Linked DNA regions of Zea mays: region 1 is linked to region 2. Evidence: chromatin contacts called from public Hi-C data. All regions are on one chromosome and are shown on one strand. Each heading gives the region's core, a stretch centred on a gene start, on an enhancer-like site or on the middle of the called end of the contact. The rest is flanking DNA. Distances are from core to core; before and after follow the strand shown.

Region 1 (6,602 bases), core at 2,433-4,932, 410 kb before region 2:
CTTAACCAAGTGTGTACTCTTATAGTAGCTCTACAACCTTGTCATAGTGACCATAACTCGTAACCCTATGGATAGAGAAGTAGAGAGCTCCAAAACTGCACAATTCTCACTAAAACTCAGCTGCAATGATTTGGCTAAGTCTGAAAACACAATACCTGACATCACATCTTTGGACCACCTTTTCACCTGGTAGCATATGGTTTTTGGGCTAGTACACTCAATAAGTATTGTTCTCCAACCGTTACTCTACAAGTTTATTATAGCCACTCCTTACCAAAAGTTCATAGTTTAATAGTTACAGTGTTCCAAAAATAGATAAATGAAACTGTTTTCAGCTAATCCCAAACTGAAACCAATCTGAATTTTTACACTTAACTCCAAATTTCTCTACACCACTTGGAAATCTCCAAATATGAAAGTTGTTCCCTTTCCATGGTCTACAACTTTGGTATATATAGAACTTAGGTCCAAAGTGTCCTTAGTTTAGGATTTGCTTTATTTAAACACCATTTCACCTTTGGTCTTAATCTAGAGTTTGAAGTTGATCTAGCAACTCAAGTGTTTCTTCCACTTGATTATCACTTCAAGGTAAAGTTGCTCTAGTCTCTATGACTTGCCTTGAGTACTTAAGACTCCAAGCCAACTTAACACTTGCTCAAGAGACGACTTCTCTTCCCATGTCTTAAGCAAAGTTTTTAATCTGAGCCCTATACTCTAATACACAACACCACATTCATTGAAATTTTTTGACCTAGTGAATGCATTCTAGGTGTAATAAGTAAGTTGATGCAAATGCTTATGTTGACATATCAGAGTTTTAGTTATCGTAACACCAGGGGTGTTACACGCACGCACGGGGCAAGCTAGGCCTAATGGGCCGAAAGGCTGAGGGGAGGGGGTTTGTGGGCTGCTTTGGCTTTTTCTTTTTTATTCTGAATTTCTAATCCTTTTTATTTTTATTTTATCTTTTGAATTCAAATCCAACCAAATCACAAACTCAAATTTGAATAATTCAAACATATTCATCAAACAAAGATCAAATTCTAGGCTCAGCATCATGCAACAATTCATGTCTCCACTAGGGTTTAATCTACTAAAGTATTAATACACCTCCACATAAATAATCAAACCTCTACCAAAAAGAAGAGAAAAGAAAACTATAGAGAGGAAAAAAGAGGTAACACCTGAATTTGGTAGATATTAGAGAAGAAATTTTATACCCCAAATTCAGAGTGTTACACCAGGCCATTTCTCTCGATAAGTCGGAACAGGGCATCGAGCGTCTGAACGATATACGAAGGTGTAGCAACCGAAGTTATTATGATACTATTCCTTCCCAGTTGCTTTTGTATAATAAAAGAGCTCTTCAATATTACAAAAAACAATTATCATTCGGCTTCGCGCCTTAACTTCTCATCGTTCAGATGAAAACTCCAACCCTAATCAAGGCTTCAGCGGTAAGTTGATGAAGATATATATCAAACCTTTTTAGAACATCTACCAACATTTTTGTGAAGAGGAAATCAGAGTCCGGCTTTCATAAAGCTTCGATACTCAACTACTTCGTCCTTTTCAAGGAGCGGAATGGTAGCCTCTCCACCTGGCCTCATAATGAAAACATCATGAAAATATTTGTCCTTCATCGCCTCAATATGCATGTCTTCACGGTCGCTTTGTCGAAGATAACATGACTTGGTTTTCATGGTCGCTCTTCGGCTTCGTCAGTATTCTCTTCGAAATCAAAATCTTCACTATCTCCAGAGTCATTTGACAAACCAGTCAGTATCTCATCCGCAATCTTTGCAACATTGGCGCTCTCCATGGCCTCCTGAAACCTAGCAATGGCAGCTTCTTCGCTCCTGCTCTCACCAGCCATTACGCAGGAATAGAAAAGAAACTAAAGTCGTGCGGGCAAAGCTACAAAAATTATTCTTTAGGGTTGTGGCAAACATGAGCTATTTGAGTAAAAACAAGCGAATAATGCAAATAATGTATGTAGGTCTTCAAACCATTTTATACGCAACAACCATGATAAGCGTGGGAAAACAAAGTTCAAAAAGGTTTTTTTAATCTACCGCTGTAAGAGGGGTCCGCATTTCAGAATTTTTACGAAGAACTTGTCATGTTTTTGCTAACGAAGCTCAGGGAAGGTATTTTTCGGACCTTTGACACATGGCCTTCGTTCATTTCGCGGCCTGAGCTTGTTGCGAAGAAATGAACTAATACCACGAGGGGGCTACTGTTGGGGGCCTTCTTCTTCCGAAGGTCCCCAAAACACCAAGACAATGATTGTTTCATGGCGCATCTTTAAGAATTGCAGGTACTCCTGCCAGAAGTACCTTCAGATGAATCTGCTAAAGACAAAATGTGACGAAGACGAAGCAAGTCCTTCGGGCCTGCACGCAAAAATGATAGAAGGAAAGGACACTTTTATCCATGACATGTCATGTAGCTCAAATGTATAGGCTTAAGGGTGCGAAATATAATTTCATCAAAGTTGTACCATGTGACTATAAATAGATGAATAGTGCCATACATTAGGGCATCTTTTTAGAGATCAAAGAAAGGACGAGTAATCTTTGTCTACAAGCCATGATCTTCTCTCCATCTTGTAAGCCCTGTAAATCCGAAGGTACTAATGTAATTCCTGCTTGAATAATAGAAAATATCAAGGAAAGTGAGTAATGTTTGTAAGATTGCATTGCATATCTAGTATCTGTAATTAATACGTCTTACTTACTGTCCCTATCTGTATTTCCCGTATTATTTCATCACACTTTCATCCCTAGGTTATTCTTCTTCTTTTAGAAGAAGAATAGGCCTAAAGATAAAGGTGCTCCTTGATCTTATTATGTTGCCTTGTTTCTAGATACCTGGAGGTCTTAAAAACAAGTCCATAACCTATAGTCATGTGGACTTAAGGGATAAGCTCTTCCTAACATACACTTTCCATCTGGTCTATTACTTATCCCTATCATACACGTCTCGGGCTTGCTAAAAGCAAGGCTATCGGGATAGTGGCACCACAAGCCGCTTAGTGATCTACTCTCTTATCTTTTTTATTTGACGTTTGCTAGTGTAAAATTGAACTATCATGTATCAAATAAAAAAATGAAGGTAGTACAAATCTACTTGTGGACGGCACAAAACTACGACAGTAGTCTTTTAGAATTGCATGTATGCAAGGCTATTTTTGTGTTTTAATTAAAGATGAATTTTATGGTTGTGGCGGAGATTACTTTTGTGTTTAATTAATTAAAGATGAGTTTTACTGTTGCGTGATATGTTCTTATGCTGGTTAAAACGTTAAATAATTATTTAGAACATAGAGAGGGGTGGATACATGCACGAATTGGTGCATACATACTGATCAAGAAACGTATTCTTGTCGAGATTTCCTGTTGTCGGCTCCCCAAGATCCCAAGCTTGTCCGTATCGTAGGCTCTGTGTTGCCGCCCTTGGAAACATTTCCTACTATCCTCAGGGTTCCCGTTCAAGTGCTAGCTTCTGCATCTCCCAACAAAATCGCCGGCCTTGTACGCTTAACCAATTCAGACACGAACGGTGATCGAAAAGAACAGCCGTCTCTAACAATGAGCTAGTGAATACACGCATCTTGATCTTGTATAAAAAGGACGCCATGGATGCACACGCAAACTACATTAGAGCAAGACGGCAGCAATGGAAAGCCTCTACTTCAAGCTGTCCTTGCGGCTCCGCGTTCTCATTCCATGTGTTCTCCTTGTTACTTCGATCGTTGCAGAGGAGTTGACAAGGACCGCCGGCGATGATGAGCTCCGCACGTTCATCGTCTACGTGCAGCCGCCGGAGAAGCACGTGTTCGCCACGCCAGACGACCGGACGTCGTGGTACAGGTCGTTCCTTCCGGACGACGGCCGGCTTCTCCACGCCTACCACCACGTCGCCAACGGCTTTGCCGCCCGGCTGACGCAGCGCGAGCTCGACGAGGTGTCCGTGATGCCAGGCTTCCTCGCGGCGCAGCCTAACGTGGCTTATGAGCTGCTGACGACGCACACGCCTCGGTTCCTCGGGCTGGACGTGGCGCCACAGGAGGGCGCGAGCGCCACAAACCACAGTGCTACAGGATTCGGGGACGGCGTCATCATCTGCGTGATCGACACCGGTGTCTTCCCCTACCACCCATCGTACAGCGGCGACGGCATGCCGCCGCCGCCGGCAAAGTGGAAAGGGCGCTGCGACTTCAACGGCTCGGCGTGCAACAACAAACTCATAGGCGCGCGGTCTTTTCAGTCCGACGCCTCGCCGCTCGACAAGGACGGACACGGCACCCACACGTCGAGCACCGCGGCGGGGGCGGTCGTGCATGGAGCCCAGGTGCTCGGCCAGGGTCGCGGCACCGCCTCAGGGATAGCGCCCCGCGCTCACGTCGCCATGTACAACTCGTGCGGCGACGAGTGCACCAGCGCCGAGATGCTCGCCGGCGTCGACGCGGCCGTGGGCGACGGCTGTGACGTTCTCTCCATATCTCTGGGCGACACCTCGCCGAACACACCGTTCTACCAAGACAGCCTCGCGATTGGCACGTACGGCGCCGTGGAGCAGGGTGTCTTCGTCAGCATCTCAGCCGGCAACAGCGGCCCAAATGCCAGCACGCTGTTCAACGACGCGCCCTGGATGCTCACCGTCGCGGCGAGCACCATGGACCGTTTGATCGGTGCCCGGTTGCGTCTCGGTAGCGGCCTCTCGTTCGACGGGGAGTCGGTGTACCAGCCAGAAATCTCGGCTGCCGTCTTCTACCCGTTGGTCTACGCGGGAGACAGCTCGACAGCCGACGCGCAGTTCTGCGGCAACGGGTCGCTGGACGGCTTCGATGTCAGGGGCAAGATCGTGCTCTGTGACCGTGACGATATCGTCGGGAGGGTTGACAAAGGTGCCGAGGTGAAACGAGCAGGAGGCATCGGCATGGTATTGGCCAACCAATTCTCCAACGGTTACAGCACAATCGCCGACGCCCACGTCCTCCCGGCTTCGCACGTCAGCTACGTCGCCGGAGTCGCGATCAAGAAGTACATCAGCTCCACGGCGAACCCGACGGCGCAGATCTCCTTTCGGGGCACGGTTCTGGGCACGTCGCCGGCCCCGGCCATCACTTCCTTCTCCTCGCGCGGGCCGAGCCAGCGCAATCCGGGCATCTTGAAACCCGACGTCACGGGCCCCGGCGTGAGCGTGCTCGCGGCGTGGCCGACCCAGGTCGGCCCTCCATCCTCGTCGGTGAGTCCCGGGCCGACCTTCAACTTCGAATCCGGCACGTCCATGTCGGCACCGCACCTCGCCGGCGTCGCGGCACTGATCAAGAGCAAGCACCCGTACTGGTCGCCGGCGGCGATCAGGTCCGCTATCGTGACAACCGCCGACCCCATCGACCGCTCCGGAAACCCGATAGTGAACGAGCAGCTTCTGCCAGCCGACTTCTTCGCGACGGGCGCCGGCCACGTGAATCCAGTCAAGGCCGTTGACCCCGGCCTGGTCTACGACATCGCCGCCGAAGACTACGTCAGCTTTCTCTGCAGCGTCTACGCGAGTCGGGACGTGTCCATCATCGCGCGGCGCGCCGTGGACTGCTCGGCCGTCGCGGTGATCCCGGACCACGCGTTGAACTACCCCTCCATCTCGGTCGTGTTCCCGCAGGCGTGGAACTCCTCGGCCAATCCGGTGGCGGTGGTGCACCGGACGGTGAGGAACGTCGCCGAGGCGCAGGCTGTGTACTACCCCTACGTAGACCTGCCGTCGAGCGTGGGGCTGCACGTCGAGCCGAGGTCGCTGCGGTTCACGGAGGCGAACCAGGAGCAGAGCTTCACGGTGTCCGTGCCGCGAGGGCAGAGTGGTGGCGCCAAGGTAGTTCAGGGCGCGCTTCGGTGGGTGTCCGAAAAGCACACCGTGAGAAGCCCCATCTCCATCACATTTGAATGATCAGCAGACTCGAAACTGAATTTCACGTTCTTGCCTGCTCTCCTGCCACTTCCACCTAAAAATCCAAATAAGGTTGTTCGTTCTTCGTGCAAATTTTATTTCATTTTTGTTTCTTTTTTCAGCCAGTTGGTAAACGTTTGTTCTTTTTTCGGTTTGAATTATACTAATATAATGGTGGACTCGCACTGGCCGAGACCCATGCTCCTAGACGAATAGCAATTCTAATAAGAAACAGATCACTAGTAATTCCTAATTAGGATACATAATAGTTTTATAGTGTGTTTGGTAACCACGACGGGACCGAACAGAATAAATGACTACTTAGATAAAACTATTTGGTTTAGAGTAAGAGATTGGAACAGGATCATCTGCTGTCCACGACTGTCTGTCAGCGGACGAGAGAACGTCGGCAACAACCAAACATACCTCACCTTAATTTTTATAAACTCTTATACATATGCTTAGATATATAATAAAATAAATAAACTTTTATATAAACTTAGATATATAATAAAATAAATAAACTTTTATATAGTAGCTTGAACTAAATTTAATGAAAATTAGACTTTGATCTAACTTTTTCTCGGTGCTTCACTACTCAACCCACTCTCCATCCAAATCGTGGTGCTCGTCGCCACATCGTGATCCTG
Region 2 (6,853 bases), core at 2,998-5,497:
ATTAAATTGTTGACGTCTAATAAGTAATTAGCTTCGATCAACGTTAATTTAGCAAGTGTCATTATATGGACAAGAAACACAATTAACAATATTTTACCATTTCTAATACTTGCGCTACTAATCTAATATTACTAAATAATCAACCTCATTAGACTAGTATAAAAGGCATTGTGATTAGGCTAACACCTTCTATGTGTTCTCTTGGGTGTGTGCTTGCATTAGAATATTGAGAATGTTGGTAGAACCCGATTAAGTGATTATTCCCTGTTAAACTAAATTTGTCTGTATGATGTTTAGAAGTCACAGTAAATGTATGTGTGCCTAAAGTAGTTTAATAATAGAGTAACTAATAAATGATTAAAGTGAATGTGGTAAATGTTTGTACGAGTGATGTCATGTTTGTGTTGGTTAATAATAGGTAGTTCGTCGTCTTTCTAGTAATGTTGACTTGTTGTGCCCGTTGACGTGTAGATAGCTAGCGGTAGTGTGTGTGGTTGTTCACGATGTCTCGCTATTTAGTGTTTAGTTCGCTACCGTCTGTTTTGGCATTGTCTTGTGATATTTTTCACCATATTCATACATGTGCATCCTGCATCTCATTTAGGACCGAGAGATGATGATCGTGCAAGTGATATGGTGCCAACAACAAGATGAAGTTGGTGGACAACCTAAGGAAGGATGGACATGACTAGTAGATGCTCGCCAAGCGAGTGTCATCTAGCAAACACTATCTAGTGTTGAATTCCAGGCAAGCCCCGATTTTATGCATAAGTAATATATGCTATTTTACTGCACTTAATGTTTGTAGGCTTATAATGTGCACTTAAGTGTAGGAGTTGCTTGAAACCCTAGTTGCATGAACTCAGGATTCCTTTTGAGATGGATACTAGTATTCTAGGTCGAGTAGCTGCTATGCTAAATCAGGATCTCAGTAGAAGTCGAGTGATTTTTCTAGCACTCGCGCGAGGTCAGGAATTGGTTGTATCCATTTTTGATATAGAATGATGATGGTCTATGGACACGGATCCATGGGGATGCGCTGTCTACGAGACAAAGTTGGAATAAGAATTAACGGGCGGATATCTGTGTCAAGCGTTTGAACGTACTAAACACATGTCGGGAAATATGGTAACCGGTAAGCCTAGTACCTAAGTGAAGCCAGGCGCGGACTTTCCCCTCACTTGTCCTGAGACGTGGTCTCCCATTCCGGATATGGTGGGTACAAGTGCGGTCATTGCACGGCGGCAGCCGGGGTCAGTGGAGCATTGTACGCTAAGGTGGTGAGTCCTGGTCGCGAACGGGGGATCGATGGGGACAGTTGATATGTGTGGGGACGGAGTGCCCCTACATGTCATGTGTTTAGGTTGACCTTGCGAGGTTAAAAACTCGATTCGAATCGTCTACTTCTCGCAGCTAATGAGACTGTTTGATCCATTGTACTGCATTGAGTAACAAGTGAAAATGAGGATACTGGCAAAAGATGTTGGTTGACTAAATTGCTTGCTACCATGAATGGATAGCTAGGTATTCATCTAGTCTAAATTATTATTCTAGAACCTCAAAGCTAAAATTTGATTTTAGACTCGGCTAGTGTTTTTGGCAAACCAAACCCCCTCGGCCAAATAGCTTCATGGTCTAGAGGTAGAGGAGTAGACTCCTCACACCGTGTAAGTCTAGCTGAGTATTAGTATACTCAGCCTTGCTTGTGGCATAATTTTTTGTAGGTACTCCTTGGATGATTTGGTTGCTGGTGTGACTTGGCCTTCATCCCTGCCACCGGGATAGACGGTCGAGTGGGTTGCTGCTTTCGCAGGAGAGGACCAGGAGGAGTAGCATGGCCAAGCTTCATCATGTTACTCGGTTTTCTCCGTTAGTTATTTCCGCTGCATTAAAAATTATAGTTACTATTTCTGAAACTCCGATAATGTAATCACTAATGATACTTTCTTAATTTATGGTATTATGCTTTATTGTATTTCTCGGTGCCTCACCTTCGAGCGAGCTAGTGGTATTCGATCCTTGGTAAGTGGCTGACTAGATCTGAGGGACTGACGGGTTATTCCGATTTAAGTGTGTTGCTGCCTCCAAGGCGTGACTCGGGCACTTAAGCTGGAATAATTCGGATGGTTCCGCCACAAATAGCTCCAATGCAATCATATGTTTATCCAATACAAGCCAAAATACAATTAAGGGCCTTATGGGTTTAAATAGTGAAAGTTCTTGAAGTAGAATATTAGATAGATGAACATCACACCTTAAAGTAGGGATCCCATCTTGGATTTCCTGCTATTTTGAATGGAGTCTCCAATGATGGTAGCCTAATAAGTTCAGCTTGTAGCTCTCCTATAGGATGAAGCACTTTGTTGAAGTAACGGCTCATAGTCTCACCGGATCTACCATAATTTGTTCCCACCAACCTATTCCTAAGGTTGTGTCCCACTGTGTTCAAAAACATGGCCACTTGTTCCTCAACACACATGTGTATTGTATCTTCAAGTAAACCCCGATCTCTAAAACCCTTGCAAAAGCGAAAGAAAGTAGATCTACTAAGTCTAAGCATGTTCACACATGTTGATCACTCATCCATATTTTAGTGTTAATATAATCAAGTCTCATCCTATCCCTTTCCTCCATTGGCCCATAAGTAATACTGACTCTTCTACCATCTCTTTTTCTTTTCCTGGACTCGATAACCATGGCCATCATGGACAGCAACACGTGTGCTGCAACACCATAAATCAAAAGCTAGGTCGCCTTGTCCATCTACAACACATCAGCAAGATTAAAGTCCAATGTACCAGGCTACTAGGCTATGCTCTAGTTCTTACTAGGTTACTGATTATGCATAGAACAATACTAGTAAGAGATTTGAATGATTAGAAAAAATAACCGGTAGGTTAACATCACATAAAATTAACTGGTAGGAGAACCACAACACATAAAGTAGCCATTTGAACAACAAAATAACCATAACACATAAAGTAGTCATTTGAACAGCAAAAAAGTAGCCATCAGTTTGATTTTGTCGAACCAAAAGGTGGCATTCATTCTATCAACATTTCTTTTTTAATTTACATTTAGCAATTATCTTCACATTAGGGCACAAACCAAGTAGCATCAGGCAACCCGAGTCAGTTCTAATAGCACCACATATAGCATCAAAGAAACCAAGTATGGCACAAATCAATGATAACCATTGTCACCGAAGCAAAAATGACCAGATCTAGTAGCACAACGATAAGGATTACATTGGGGCATACTTGTTCTTGGATGTTCTTGTGCTGGTGCCAGGGAGATTGTTCTTAGACGTTCCGATGCTGGTCCGGTGGTTGGAGTTCCTGAAACACATATCGGAACCAAATTTCAGGAAGGTGACACGCATCGAAACCCATGCAAGATCACAGGCAGGTGGCACGTACCCGGAAGGCAGCCGACAAGCCGGTGATGTGCACTTGGTCGGCCGCTCGCCTGGACGCTCGCCTTCGCCTGCGCTTGTGCTTATGCTCACCCTCACGATGGCGGCCACGTGCATTGGCTCCCGGCCGCCAAGATCCGTCACCAAGATAAATGATGAGAGGGGGTAGGGTAAGGATAAAGTTGGGAGGCAACGCAAGAGCTCTTTTTTGGTCACACGTTTTTTTGGGACCGCGCCGTCAGGAAAAATTGCTCCGGTGTTCACGCTCTCATGTGACCCTTATCCAAACATCATGGAAAAAAATATGGCTGGCCTCCTTCCATCTCTCCTTGTATATTCAATCAAACACACTATAAGATGCCACTTCTGTATAAGCCAGTTTGCCTACAATTTATTGTATATGTGATTTCTGACTCGTCCTTCCTTCACCCTCAAATCTTAACATAAGGGGAAAAGCCTTGAGCTATCTAGCATCAAACAACGAAAGCTCTATTTAGTTTAGTTCAAAAACATCTTTTTGGTGAAGTTAGGCTATTTCGAAACAGTTATTTGACAAAAACATCTTTATAATGGCTTGTTGCATTGCATGCCTAAAAGAAATGAGGTAAAGAACGGTGGAAAGCTACTTTTCAGTTTCATATCAGTGTCTATTTTTGTCTGAGAGCGTAAAAGAATTTCACTCGTGGTTTTTTTAATTTTTAAAAATTAGTGTTCGATTAAAATACAGCTTCTAACAGCTTGTGAAGCTGTTGGTGGCAGAACCGAAGATTGTATAGGGAAAAAAAGAAGGGAAAAGAGGGGGGGAAATAACGGCTCGTCGGCCCTCCACGCAAACGAAATCCAGCAGACCGACGCGAACCGAGAAAAATCCCACGAAATCTCGTGGCCGCGGCGACCGGAAGAAGAGGACGACGACGGACGGAGCGGCGATGGCGTGCCGCGCACTTGCCCTCCGCTCCCTGCTCCTCCCCGACCCGCTACACCGCCTCCCGGCCGCGGCGCCACCTGTTTGGAGAGCGTCCCGCGGTGGCCGCCGTCCGCACCTCCGCTGCTGCTCCGGCGGCGGGGGCGGGGAGCCCGGGCAGCCGCCGCAAGAAGCTGTGCTCGAGGCCATATCCAGTGAGTCGTCATACCCCACTTCCCCACTGCTTGTTAGTACGAGTTATTCCGTCTTGCTTATTCGCAGCTTCAGCTAGTCGCTTCAGTCGTTTCTTGCTCGGATATAATATAGTTTTAGACATCGGGCTACCAAATCGCTGGTTTATTGCGATGGATGGGTTCGAGGGTTACTTCGGATATGTAATTTACCGTTGGTTTGGCTTGGAATTAGCAGTAAAATGCGATGATTCCATGGCTTGGTTGATTTATCCAACGCAATTTCGGCTACAGTTCTTTAGTGTCGCATTCATTTTTACTTTGCATATTACTGTGTAATAGGGTAATCAGGATAATCCTCAGCATAGAACCGCTCAATAGCATAGATGAATTGGTGTATTGGTCAATGCAAGGCCCTGCATGTTTCAGCTTGTAAATTGTGAAAAGCAGCTTGTGAATCATAACGATCTACTAGCTGCCGCCACAGATTGTTGGGTTGTAGCAACCTGGCCTGTGGATTGTTGTAGCTTGAGATAGTAAAAGGTACAATCCACAATCAGAATCTAAAACAAACATGATAACGATGTAAAGTGACATATCTCCTTGCAGGACTATGTATGGTTTGTGCCTACTTTGCCAAATTCATGAAATTTGTGTTCATGATGGAAGGCTTCATGTTTCCACTGAGCCAAAAGTTTTGCTAGGGTTTATTCCATGCTCTAATGCCTACTTCACCATTCATGAAATTTGTGTTCATCATGGTTCTTAAGGCGGTACGGCGAGACAAGAAATTGGCCACCGCCTGGGCGCCGCCTAGGCGACGCCTAGGCGAGCAAGGCGCCTCAGATTGCTTGAGCGTCTGGACGCCTAGGCGACGCCTTTAAAACACTGGTGTTCATGATGGAAGGATTCATGTTTACACTGAGCCAAAAGTTCTTCTAGGGTTTATTCCATGCTCTACTTCATACTGGCTTTTATTTTTCTGAAACCAGAGATAGCAAGGTCTAAAGGAAGGGTTGCACTCACAACAAATATGGTCATGGGTGGTACTGTGACTGACGATGCAAGTGATGAATGGCTTGTTCTGGATCAGAAGGTGTGTCTCATTGTCCATCTTCTTTACAACTTACCTAAAGATAGACTTACAATGGGCACTCTACGAAATAGTGACTCCTAAATTTTGAGAAATGCTGATGCAATGAGAGTCCTTTATATATTGAAAAAGCTCTTGTTTGTACTAATATTTCTTCTGGAAGCAGTAGCTTGTTAACATTAAGGTAGGATTTATCACATGTTCTGTTTTGGGGAAATGGTAGGTCATGGGAAGCTAAATTGAATGACTTTTAACTTTGTGACGCTCATTTGTGGTATTCTTTGTATGTTATGGATACAATATTTTACACCATCAATGGCCTTCAACCTTTTTCGGGAAACTCAATAGTGATTGAGAACATGAACATCTCATGCTGCCTTTCATTTTTGCTATCCTTTTATCATATTATTACTGCTGATCAGTTTGTGTGCAACAAAGTGCATCTCTGCTATATTCTTTTTGAATTAAAAACTGGAATACAACAACAGACAACAACAAAGCCTTTTAGTCCCAAACAAGTTGGGGTAGGCTAGAGTTGAAATCCCACAGAAGCCACAAGTCAAGGTTCAGGCATGTCGATAGCAATTAAAAGTTAGAATGAACCCTAAAAGTTGTAGAGTCTATATTTTTTAGGCATTGCTCACTAGCTATGCTGTTTTGCTTCACAGGTAAATTCCTACCCCACAGATAGAGGATTTACAGCAATTGGCACTGGAGGTGATGATTTTGTCCAGTCAATGGTAGTTGCTGTTGAATCTGTTCTTCAAGAATCAATTCCCAAGGTTAGTTTTTATCATTCTTATAATTATTTGTAAACCATGTAGTTATCAACAAGAAGATGTGATTAGACTGCTAGTGCTTTGCGCGGAGCCAATACTTCCGTGAAATGGTTTGTGCGCTAATAAGTTCAGTAGACTCTGTACACTAATCATTTGCACTTCAATTATTTGTTGTTTATGCTTCTTAGATGGCAGTAGGACTAATACTTTCGTGAAACTTTGCTTTCCTATGTGAAGATATGAAGGAAAAAGCTGTGCCAAGAGACATTCCAATGTTAGATTGTAGTTGTATCTGTTAGAAAGGCAATCTCACGGCCATTACTGACCCTCCAATCTCAGTCATTACTGGCCTTAATAGCAGATCATATCTGAATCTACATTTGTAGCATCGTATTGGTTAGGCTTGATTAGAGGACATTCTAGGATTTTAATTCTTCCCTTGCATGTAACTCATGCCTGTATAAGTACAGC

What was found. Hi-C and Micro-C count contacts between places; a contact is called where the count stands out from the background.
Region 1: a contact with region 2 is called in a Hi-C map of leaf, with 3 times the contacts expected there. The contact joins the promoter of LOC103648727 here to the promoter of LOC100191815 in region 2. A contact is called at or near these places in 3 of 25 Hi-C or Micro-C datasets (ear, leaf and tassel).

The regions. Positions count from the first base shown.
Region 1 is chr2:73,865,756-73,872,357 of Zm-B73-REFERENCE-NAM-5.0, reverse strand. LOC103648727 (subtilisin-like protease 4) reads left to right here and starts at 3,682. Exons shown (of 1, transcript XM_008673144.2): 1 at 3,682-5,952. The coding sequence starts at 3,682. The coding sequence ends at 5,952.
Region 2 is chr2:73,455,044-73,461,896 of Zm-B73-REFERENCE-NAM-5.0, reverse strand. LOC100191815 reads left to right here and starts at 4,247. Exons shown (of 6, transcript NM_001137239.1): 1 at 4,247-4,534; 2 at 5,503-5,606; 3 at 6,272-6,385. The coding sequence starts at 4,345.